Linked DNA regions of Mus musculus: region 1 is linked to region 2. The links are chromatin contacts, called in public Hi-C maps. All regions are on one chromosome and are shown on one strand. Each heading gives the region's core, a stretch centred on a gene start, on an enhancer-like site or on the middle of the called end of the contact. The rest is flanking DNA. Distances are from core to core; before and after follow the strand shown. Region 1 has its middle 21 kb from the start of Gm8817. Region 2 overlaps Gm1720 (predicted gene 1720).

Region 1 (5,165 bases), core at 2,094-4,593, 380 kb after region 2:
GTCCTGATTGGCTGCTAAGTAAACCTGTGAGATCAGCTGTCTTGGCTTCTCCCATGACTTTTTAAACGAGTGCTGAGTAGCTGTGAATTATGCTCATGCTGGCTCTTTACTCTTGAATTTAACTCTGCAGGTCTTTATTTTCTTTTTGAGAGAGGGTCACATGTAACCCAGGCTGGTCTGGAACGCACTATGTGGCTCAGTTGGTAGAGCACTTGCCTAGCATCCAAGAAGCCCTGGGATTGATTTCTGCACCACCCAAAACTAGGCATGCTAGTTGGTACAAGCAAGCAAATCCATCACTTGGAAAGTCGAGGAGGAAGATCAGAAGTTCGGGGAGAGTTAATTTTACAAATAGCTTTGAGCTCCATTTTGAGGGAGAAAGATGACTGCAGTCCTTGAGTGGAGTCAGAAACTGCACCATCTGTCAGGCACCATCATCCACAACAGCCTGATACCTGACTTATTCCTGGGAATAGAAAGGGGGCCACTCTCTCAGATCAACATGGTGAATTGAGACTGGAGGGGTATATGGGTGTGTGGAAATCATATCAAAGAAACAAGGCACAAGAATTTATCAAATACTCTAGACCAATAAAATGGTCTAATTCCTCCATATGACAAGGTATACTTGACTTCACTAACTAACCATCTACCTGTTTGCTTGTTTAGATCTATATTCAAAGCTGCCATTTTCTGCCCTCAGACTTCAGTCCAGTCTTTCACCAAGAAGCTGAACTCTGCACTTTCACTCTCAAACCCTAACTTCAGCAACTCCAGCAGCAGCCCTTTCTGGTTGGTCTCCTTAGTTATCTTAAAGGTAAAGGCTCTCAGCGCAGTTACACAAACCTTTGGTACACTGCTGCTGCCTCTTTAACACGTATTCATTGTGTAAATCATATATATGCAGGTAGATGTGTGATGTATGGTATGAGAATCAATAATAGTATAATCTAACGTAAAATTTAAACAAAAAGTCCTGCATTCATTCGCCTTGGCCTGGTTTTCCAGTTAGGTGAGATTATATGACAAATTGCTGACATTGAAACCATTACACCTTGTGATTTTATTGCTTTCCAATAAATTCTGACATGTGGAGAGACACACATTTTGCTCATCTTAGTTAACTTCAATTGTCAACTTGATACAGCCAGGGTCGTACAGCCAGGAGATTTTCAACTGAGCAGTTGCCTAGATTAGCGTGGTGTGTAGGCTTCTCTTCAGGGGATTGTCTTGATCATTAACTGCTATAGAAAGGGCCAGCCCACTGTGGTCAGCGCCATCCCTGGGTCAGTGGTCCTGAGCTGTATAAAAATGTGAACTAAGCCTGATCATGCAAGGAAACCAGTAATCAGTGCTTCACCATGGTTTCAGCATCAAGTTTCTGCTTACATGCTTGCCCTAATTCACCTCAATGATGGACTGTGACCAGGAAATACAAGTAAATTAAATGCTTTCACATACACCCCCTTCCCCACCCCAGTTGCTTTTGGTCAAGATATTTGTCACAATAACAGGCTGAAACTAGAACAATGCTTATCAATGTTTGTGCATAGGGCTATCACAAAGAAACAATGGTTATAATCAAGAAAGACTTCAGCCAACAGGAAAGGGGAGAGGGGTGGGGGTGGGGTAGGGAAAGGCTGGGCATGGTGATGTATACCTGTAATTTCAGCATTCAGAAGGCAGATGGAAGAGGATCTCTTCATGGACTCCAGAATTTCGCGTCAATCTGGTTTACATAGTGAGTTCCAGGCTAGCTAGGGCTGCGTGGTGAGATCTTGTCTCAGGAACACCGCGCCCCCCCCCCCCCCCACACACACACACTCCAAGATCTCTCAAACACTGGACCACCAACCGGACAGCATACACCAGCTGATATGATCCCCAACACATATACAGCAGAGGACTGCCAGGTCTGGGTTCAGAGAAGATGGACCTAACCTTCAAGAGACTGGAGGCCCCAGGGAGTTTAGAGGTCTGGTTGGGTGGGAGGTGGCAGGTGGGGACATCCTTGTGGAGACAGGGGGTTTGGGAAGAGGTACGAGATGTGGAACAGTTCAAAGGATGGGCAGGAGGGGGGGATAAAATCTGAAGTGAAATAAAGAAAGAAAGAAAGAAAGAAAGAAAGAAAGAAAGAAAGAAAGAAGGAGAAGGAGAAGAAGGAGGAGAAGGAGAAGGAGAAGGAGAAGGAGAAGGAGAAGGAGAAGGAGAAGGAGAAGGAGAAGGAGAAGGAGAAGGAGAAGGAGAAGGAGATTGGTCTTGTTAGCACATCCCAGCAATCCAATCTCTCAAAAGGTGAAGGCAGGAGGATCAAGAATTCTAGTCATTCTTGGTTGTACAGCAAGTTTGAAGCCAGCTTCAGATACATGAGACCTGTTTCAATAATTATGAGAACACACACATGCACACACACTGGAGGAGTAGAACTGTAATGTAAACATATAGGAAACTAAGGTAGGGGTGGTAGAGGAAGAGGGAGATATGGATATGGGAGGAGGATAAGCTCAATATATAATATATACTTGCATGAAAATGGCTGAAATGACTATAACTGATATGGTTAGCACAGCTTAAAATTAATTTCATGTGCAAAAAAAAAATCACTTAACTAACTACATGCTTGAAATGGGTGAATTTCGTGGTATGTGAACAACATTTCAATAAATATTTTTCTAACAAAGAGTTGTAAATTTTGGATGGATGTCATTGATTGCACACAAATCAGGCTCAATAAAGCCAATGTACAAAACAAACAAACGAACAAACGAACGAACACCAAAACCACATAAGGGTCCAGTGGTTTGGAGGAGGGACTCCTCTTCTGACAGGAAAGAGAGAAGAGTACAGACACAGATGGCCACAGTCCTATCAGCTATTGAGGAACTGTGCTGTGAGAAGAGAGTGACTAGCCACCCTTGATCCAGATGTTTTTTTCCCTTTTTATAAGCATTAGCATCCCAGCCAGTCATACACTCACTCCCACATCCATGAGCTCACTGACATATCTTCATGCAGCATGTGTGCTCACTAGGCAGAATATGTACCGGGACACACTTTCCCCATCTGTGGCTAAACTCAGTCAGCCTTCAGCCTGTTGGTATTTCTGTCACACAGAACCCAGGTTGCCTTGGCAGACAACTGGCTGAATGTGTGTGTTTTTTTCCTCCTCCCTTTAATCATGGGTAGCTGCATAAACAATAGGAGGGTAGGAATAAAGGCTGAGTCAGAGGGCTTGGGGCTGGGAGGCAGGCTTGAATGATAGAGATCTCTAAGTACCTCCATGGTTATCAGCTCCTTATTTAACCGCTTACCAGAGGCTATTAGACAGTATTTTGCAACAACAAGACAGAACCATAGCAACCAGACTACAAAGAGAAGCCCAGACTTCTGGAAAGGGCTTGGAGTCTCTGAAGAGATGTTAGCATTTTGCAGCTTCCAACTTCTTGTGGTTTTTGTTTCTTTTCAGTAGCCACTGGAGATGCACCATGTTTCCTATTATGCACCCTAAAGTGAGGATTTTCTGCAGCTAAAAATGGGGGGCCCTCAGATTGGAATCCTTTAGCTGAAAGAGGGTTTAAATAGAATTTTTTCACTCACACATTCTTGGGATTGTATGTAGCTCAACAGGCAGAGTATAGGGCCATTGTGAGCAAACACTAGGTTCTAGTCCAAGCGCTTTATAAACAGGGCGAGGCATTGTTTGCCAGTAATTCCAGCACTCAGGAGATGAAGGCAGGAAGATCACAAATTCAAGGCCAGTTTCCATGATATAGCAAGTTCTGTGGCCAGCCGTGCTACAGGAAAACCTTGCTCCAAACAAACAGAAACCGAAACAAAGCTCAAAACAGAACAAAATCTTACTTAAGAATATACTTCTATTCTTACTGGGTAAGGACTGATTTTTTTAAAAAATATTAATGATACTCTCTTCATCTTTCTTAGTTGTCCCTCTAGCTTCAGCTCAGCTTGGTCTCCTCATGTCCACAAGGCCTCCTCCACTATTTACCTGTTTGCTCGGATTGATAGCTGAACCTGAACCCATTATTTCCTGATCCCAGACTCTAGTACAACCTTGAGGGCTTGGACAGGGTGGGGGGGGGTAGGGGGGAGGGAACAGGAAGTTGTTATTAAGTAGAGGAGCCAAAGCCTTGCTCCTGTCTACTTAAACGAAAATACTTTGTTCAAGTCCAGTTGAGGTTACATGGTGAGTTTCAGACCAGCCTGGATTACAAGGTCAGACCCTGCCTCAAAAACAGCACCAAGAACAAAGTGGATGGCCCTCCAAAAGAGTTGAAAGCAGTACTTGTACAGGAATGTTCACAGTTGCAGTGTTCATAATAGGCAAATGGAGGAAGCCTAATGTCCATCAGGACATTCGTACCTAAGCAAAATATGGCACAGCCACACAATGAAAGATTACTGGGTCATAAAAAGCACTGCAACACCAACAAATATTTGAGGTGATGTTTTTCTTTTGTCATTACACATCACACGTGTTTATCAGAATATCACACTGTATCCCAAACATGTACACACTTATCATGTGTCAATTAAAAGCAAAGTACCTGGGGGAGAGATAGTTCAGCTAGAAAACTGCTTGCTTTGCAAGCATGATGACCCAACCAATCTCCAGAACCTATATTAAATAATGAAGAGAAAAAGCCAAGTACAGTGGCATATACTCGTCCAGTGCTGTGTCCCTGAGGCTCATGGGCAGCCAGCCTAGCCTACTTTGGAAGTTCTAGGTTAGTGAAAGACAGTCTCTAACAAAAAGATGCATGGCCCCCAAGGAACTACATTTGAGGTTGTTCTTTGCCTGCTACCACATACATGGGTACATGTGAGTGAACATGTTGACGCACCTCTGTAACTCCAGCACTTAGGAGGTAGAGGTAGGGTGATCAAATATTTAAATTTAAGGTCATTCTTGGATTGAGAGAGGAAGGGGAAGAGACAGAGAGATAGGAAGACACACACAGAAAAAGAGACAGAGATGGAGACAGAGAAGAAAAGAGAAATGTGAGTAAGAACAGGTACAGGTAAGGACAGGAGCAGGAGTGGTAAGTAGGGTCAGTTGGAAAATGATTTCCCCTCCAGCCTCCAGCCCGATGAGGACAAGGATTGACTGCAGAGTGCTTTGTTGCAGGAGCCACTCCTTGAGCCAC
Region 2 (5,031 bases), core at 1,642-4,141:
CCTTTGGGTCTATTTATGTGGCTCTTTGTGTATGTATGTATGTGTGTGTGTGTGTGTCTGCAGAAGGGTGGACATCTCAGAGAAGTTCTATCCAACCTTGAGGAGGAAGCAGGCTGAAGACGAAGTAAGCTCAAAGGATATGAATGAAAATTACATGAAAGCAAGGTCAAATAAACAGAAAGCAATTAATAATAAGAAGACACAGAGTCAAAGCAAAGTTATGCCGTCTCAGGCCCCCTTCCGATGGATCATATTCAGGGAGATTGAATGCCAATAGGAATACCCAAATCAGCCTGTGTGAGCTCTGTCTCTAGAATTCTAGATGGGCTGCCCCTGTCTGGGAAAGCTGCTCCTCTCTTTATTCTTGTTCATAGAAATGTAGTTCTTAGTCACTCTTGTGAGACGGTTTCAAAAATAGCAGCTCAGCAACACATTGGCAGGGGACTTGTTGACAAGCTAAACCTGTTAGACGCTGGCTTGCTCCAGTGACAGAGACAATCAACTATAGGATTCCTCACACATTTCTGCACTTCTTACCCTTGCTTCGCAGTTCTACTGTTTGTTGAATGGATTACATTTTTTAGGGCCTCCAAGAGCTTTCTGGTATGTTCCAGAATACTCTTTCACTGAGGTCACTGGCACACTTTCTTTGTCAAGGACCAGAAAATAGATTTGTTTTCCGTACGTTTCATAGGCATGCAATCTGTCCCAAGTATTGACCCTGGGGATAGCAGCACAAATGCAGGGGCAGGCAGTACAGAAAGAAATCAGGGACAGATGATACAGAAGCAAAGCAGGATGGCAGTCTACCATTTCAACTTGATTTACAACAATGGCCTGGATTCAGTGTCTTGACTAGAGGGTCACTTCCTAAACATCAGCAGATGAATTATTTCATCAGGCCATGATGGTTCACTGGAGAATGTGCCCAGTGTTATTAATGCTGTGCCTCTATCTTAACACATGAAATAAGGCTTTCTGTTTTTAATAAGCACCATGCCACCAAGTCTCTGGTGATTCCCTCTTAAGTTGTCATCTGCAATTGACAGGATCCTGATGCAAACAGTCTGTAACAGGACCAATGGCTTCTGCATTTATTTTTCCTTTATTGCTGTCTTTTTCTCCCCTTCTGCATTAGGATCCATATTCTGTTTCGAGTTAATTTTTTTTTTTGGACACAGGGTATTGTATATCTCAGCATTGCCTCAAATTCACTGCATGGTTTGATTATGACCTCGAGAATCTCATCCTCTACCTCTCTTCCAGAGTGCTGGAATTACAGGTGTGTACCACCACACCAGGGAGTTTCAAAAAGGTTGGGGCCATAACATGTGTCTGAAGCCAACCTAGGAATGATGTGCCTTTTATCCACCAGGGGCATGTATTGGCTTCTCTCTGATCACAGTGCACTGTGTCTGTTACAGATAAGCAATCCTGGAGGACCCAGTGCAGGCCAAGCAGCATTAGAATTCAGTAGAGTTAGGCATTTGTTAGCAGGAAGGGTTACTAGAGAGATATCTGAGCCCAAGCTCCAGGTCTCAGACTGCCCATCATTACTGTGTGGGTAGGCTTAAACACTTTTGGACCGTACTATCTTTTTTTTTTTTTAAACAATGTGGAGATTCATGACTGAGGAGAAATGTATTTGCAGCTGACCTTTCCCCTTTGTTGTCTGAAGCATCTGCATGAAGACCTGTGTGATGAGGGGGCAAGAGAGTTGACGGAAGTCATTGGGAGAATCACTTGGAATGGCACATGGTAGACTGACTAAGGGATCAAATGGAGACAGAGAACCTAGCTGTGCATTGACTTGAGGAACAGTTTGGAAAAGTAACTGCATCTTAAACAGCAGATGATTTCTGTTGTTTGTCCTAAGAGGATCTAGTAGCACCAGAGTGACAGAAACATGGATAGTGTGGTCCAGTTCTATCTCTAGCATGCCTTAGCTGCTGCAGGCTTTGAGCAAATCTCCTGAACTCTTTGTCCCTTAGTGTCTGCAGAGACAGATATCTTAAGCAGTGATAGTTAGATCAGAGCAACTGTGGTAAGTAGAAGAATGGATGGCAGTCACAGTGCAGTGTTAAAGCATCTACCTGGGAACCAGATGCAGTTCAAATCCAAACCTTGTCACTTATAAGCTGTGAGATCTCTGTGCCTCAGTTCCCATAGCTTTTGAGTGGCACTAGGGATGGAATTCTCTTTATATCATGGAGATGGTTAAATGACATCTTGTGTGTAAAGCCCTGCCCTGGTACTATTTAAGTGCTGCTTAAGTGCTATGCACTCCTATGGTACCTAGGGCCTGGGCCATAACTAAATTCAGTAATTAATCAGGTCATTTATTCTACATCAGGTATCCAAGGAGGTTACAGAGTCCTGGTACTTGTAGTGTTTTCTCCCAGTCCTTTTACAGCTTGTTAGTTACACTTAGCAAAATGGCCAAGGAAGAGACTTCTTTTGAGAAAACAAGAAGAGCAAGAAAAAATCTTTGGGGCTTGCTTCTTGCTTGTCATAGCTTAGGAGATCTCTCTCTTTTGTTTGCTACCAAAGCCAAAATTGCCTCTTTTTTCACCATTTTCCAACATGAAGCAGCATTTTTTACTCATAGATGGACCCAAGCAGCAGCTAGAGCCCTGTGTACAGAGCCCCACACTGAGACATGCTCACAATAGATTTTCTGGGCCAGCTCCATTTCACCCTCAGGATGTTTAACAAATGACACAGAAAAGATGTGCAGAATAACAGGTAAGATGCTGGGTGGTGATGAGCTAGGTCATATTAATGATGGGACAGCAGAAAAGTGCAACATACTGCGCTTACATTTCACAGAGCAGAAGCATGCACAAGTAGACCTGCTCTCCGGGGACCCAGTTTATCTAAACAGTCCCCACTCTCCAAAGTTCCACAACTCCCCAGAGAGCAGCACCAGCTGAGGACTGAGTGTTGAAATACACGAACCACAACAACAACCTTGAAGAAATGGAATTATTCCATCAGGTTGTGCATAATAGTCTAGGTTTGGTATCTGTCAAGCAGAATTTATACAACTATCTCCTGCCTTGTCTGTGCATTTATGAGTAGAAACATGTAGTGAAGATCCTTTGTCCATGGAAGAAAGAATAGTAGACCCCTTTCCATTAAAGTGGGGGTGGTGGTAGCCTTTGTGTCTTGAATCTCATCCCTGTCATTCATTGGCTGGACTCAGTAAACCTTAATGTATTTATTTTTAACTTATGAGAAAAAGATCTTTGACTCAGGTTTGTTAGGAACATTATACTGGACTTACCTTAAAATAAAGTAGTTGGCAAACCAGGGAATTTCATATGGTTATTTAAGGTCTAGGAGACCCTCTAAAGGAGAATGAAGTTTCCTATTTGAACAATTCATAGGGTTATTTAAGGTCTAGGAGACCCTCTAAAGAAGAATGAAGTTCCTATTTGAACAATTCATAGGGTTATTTAAGGTCTAGGAAACCCTCCAAAGGAGAATGAAGTTTCCTATTTGAACAATTAAATGAATCAGGCGTTTAGAAAATTGCTTTTGCTAAAATGCATTGATCCTACAGTTGGGTCTGCAGGACGAAAGCCTGACATCTCCACCTTCATTTTGAGTCTGTCTAGTTCCTTCATTTTAACAGAAGGTACAAAAATAAGTCATTGCCCAAACCTGGAGTCAACTTGGATTTCTGGAAGTATAAAGCCTCCCAGGACAGACATGTGCCCAGATGAGGATGATTATCCATGGCTCAGGAATAGAAGTGATCATCTTGAAGGAAGCAGATGGATCTCTTCAAGCAATGACAATGACAGCTCTGAGGTCTCTGAGGTCTTTGGACAATATTGCAGAACTAGGATCGAAACAATGATCAACCAGATCCCACCTTGGTCAGGACTGCATTATGTAGGTCTCCCTTAGCTCTAATTCCTTTTATATATAAGCCTAAAGCTCATGTCAATACCATGAAGATGAACAGGGGATGGCAGGACCCTTTTATTTGTTTCTCATCCCACTGTGGTCACATTGAATCTCTCTTTCTCTCTCTTTGCTTTCCACTGTTACCCATCTCATTAATTGGTATGATGGGGACAGGTGGCTGAGCCTAAGTTCTGGAGAGCTGCTGGAGCCCAGACTTTTGTCTTTAAAACTCTGGACTCTGGTTATATAAACAGCCCTGAGTTTTCCCAGTACAGATCTTATGAAGTCTTTATTAGTTTAAATGAATAGTTTTAAAATGATTCGTTTATGGGCTCAAGCTAATATGAGTCTTTTGGGATGAGTAGGTGGTATGATTCTAGTGTTGGTGAGGGAATAGGAGCATGGAGCTGTTAATTGCCTTCTTGAAGGGCTCTTGCCAGCAGAAGGCCTGAAGAAGAATTGTAAACACCGGGTGTGTTTCCTGATAATTTCAGGATGCTGCTGCTGATGCAAAACTGACATTTTACTCTTTTTTTTTTGTTCCACAGTATAAGCGTCAAGGTTGTTAGAGTAGACTTATCCCTATATATTTGATGTGCATGCATTGAATTTGGATCTCTCAAAGGCAGTCCATGTCTCTTTGAGATCTGATCATAATCATTGGGATCATCCCATTGGAAACCAAGTGAAGGTCACACATACAGCCATTTGGGGTTTGATCTTCCCTGTGTCTCCAGCCAAGGAGAAGCCAAGAAGCTTTGTCACACATACAGCCATTTGGAGTTTGATCTTCCCTGTGTCTCCAGCCAAGGAGAAGCCAAGAAGCTTTGTCTGGGTGATCTGAACAGTTCAGAAAAGCTGGATGGATATGAAATTCTCTGGGGTTCTTGACAACTGTGAATAAATCCACAGTGTTGACCCAGGCAGCATGCATTGCAGAACTAGAATTGAGACAATAATCGACCAGACCTCACCTTGATCAGGACTGCAGTATGCAAGTCTACCCAAACTCTAATTCCTTTTCTATATAAGCCTAAAGCTTATATAGCCCAGGCATCATTCTTGTCTTGCTAGGCATTTTCAACAATAAGCTTCAGCATCCCAGACTGCCTGGTA

The links. Hi-C and Micro-C count contacts between places; a contact is called where the count stands out from the background.
Region 1: a Hi-C map of olfactory sensory neurons shows a contact between it and region 2, with 3 times the contacts expected there. The contact joins two enhancer-like sites. A contact is called at or near these places in 4 of 15 datasets of contacts at CTCF or cohesin (the NIH/3T3 cell line, large pre-B cells and pro-B cells), 25 of 484 Hi-C or Micro-C datasets (the HL-1 cell line, adipose-derived mesenchymal stem cells, bone marrow-derived macrophages and 12 more) and 14 of 115 datasets of contacts at active chromatin or transcription factors (the NIH/3T3 cell line, bone marrow-derived dendritic cells, differentiating embryonic stem cells and 11 more).

What each region holds. Positions count from the first base shown.
Region 1 is chrX:167,046,523-167,051,687 of GRCm38.p6, forward strand. No RefSeq gene overlaps it. Among named protein-coding and RNA genes, the nearest start is that of Gm8817, 21 kb to the right of the region's middle. Within about 2 kb of position 3,344, at least 96 of the 459 cell types and tissues checked have an H3K27ac peak or open chromatin away from gene starts, as enhancers often do. A contact at or near this core is called in olfactory sensory neurons, where this site is marked.
Region 2 is chrX:166,665,085-166,670,115 of GRCm38.p6, forward strand. Gm1720 (predicted gene 1720) reads left to right here. Exons shown (of 9, transcript NR_046015.1): 5 at 1,182-1,282. Among named protein-coding and RNA genes, the nearest start is that of Gm1720, 5.6 kb to the left of the region's middle. Within about 2 kb of position 2,892, at least 4 of the 459 cell types and tissues checked have an H3K27ac peak or open chromatin away from gene starts, as enhancers often do. A contact at or near this core is called in olfactory sensory neurons, where this site is marked.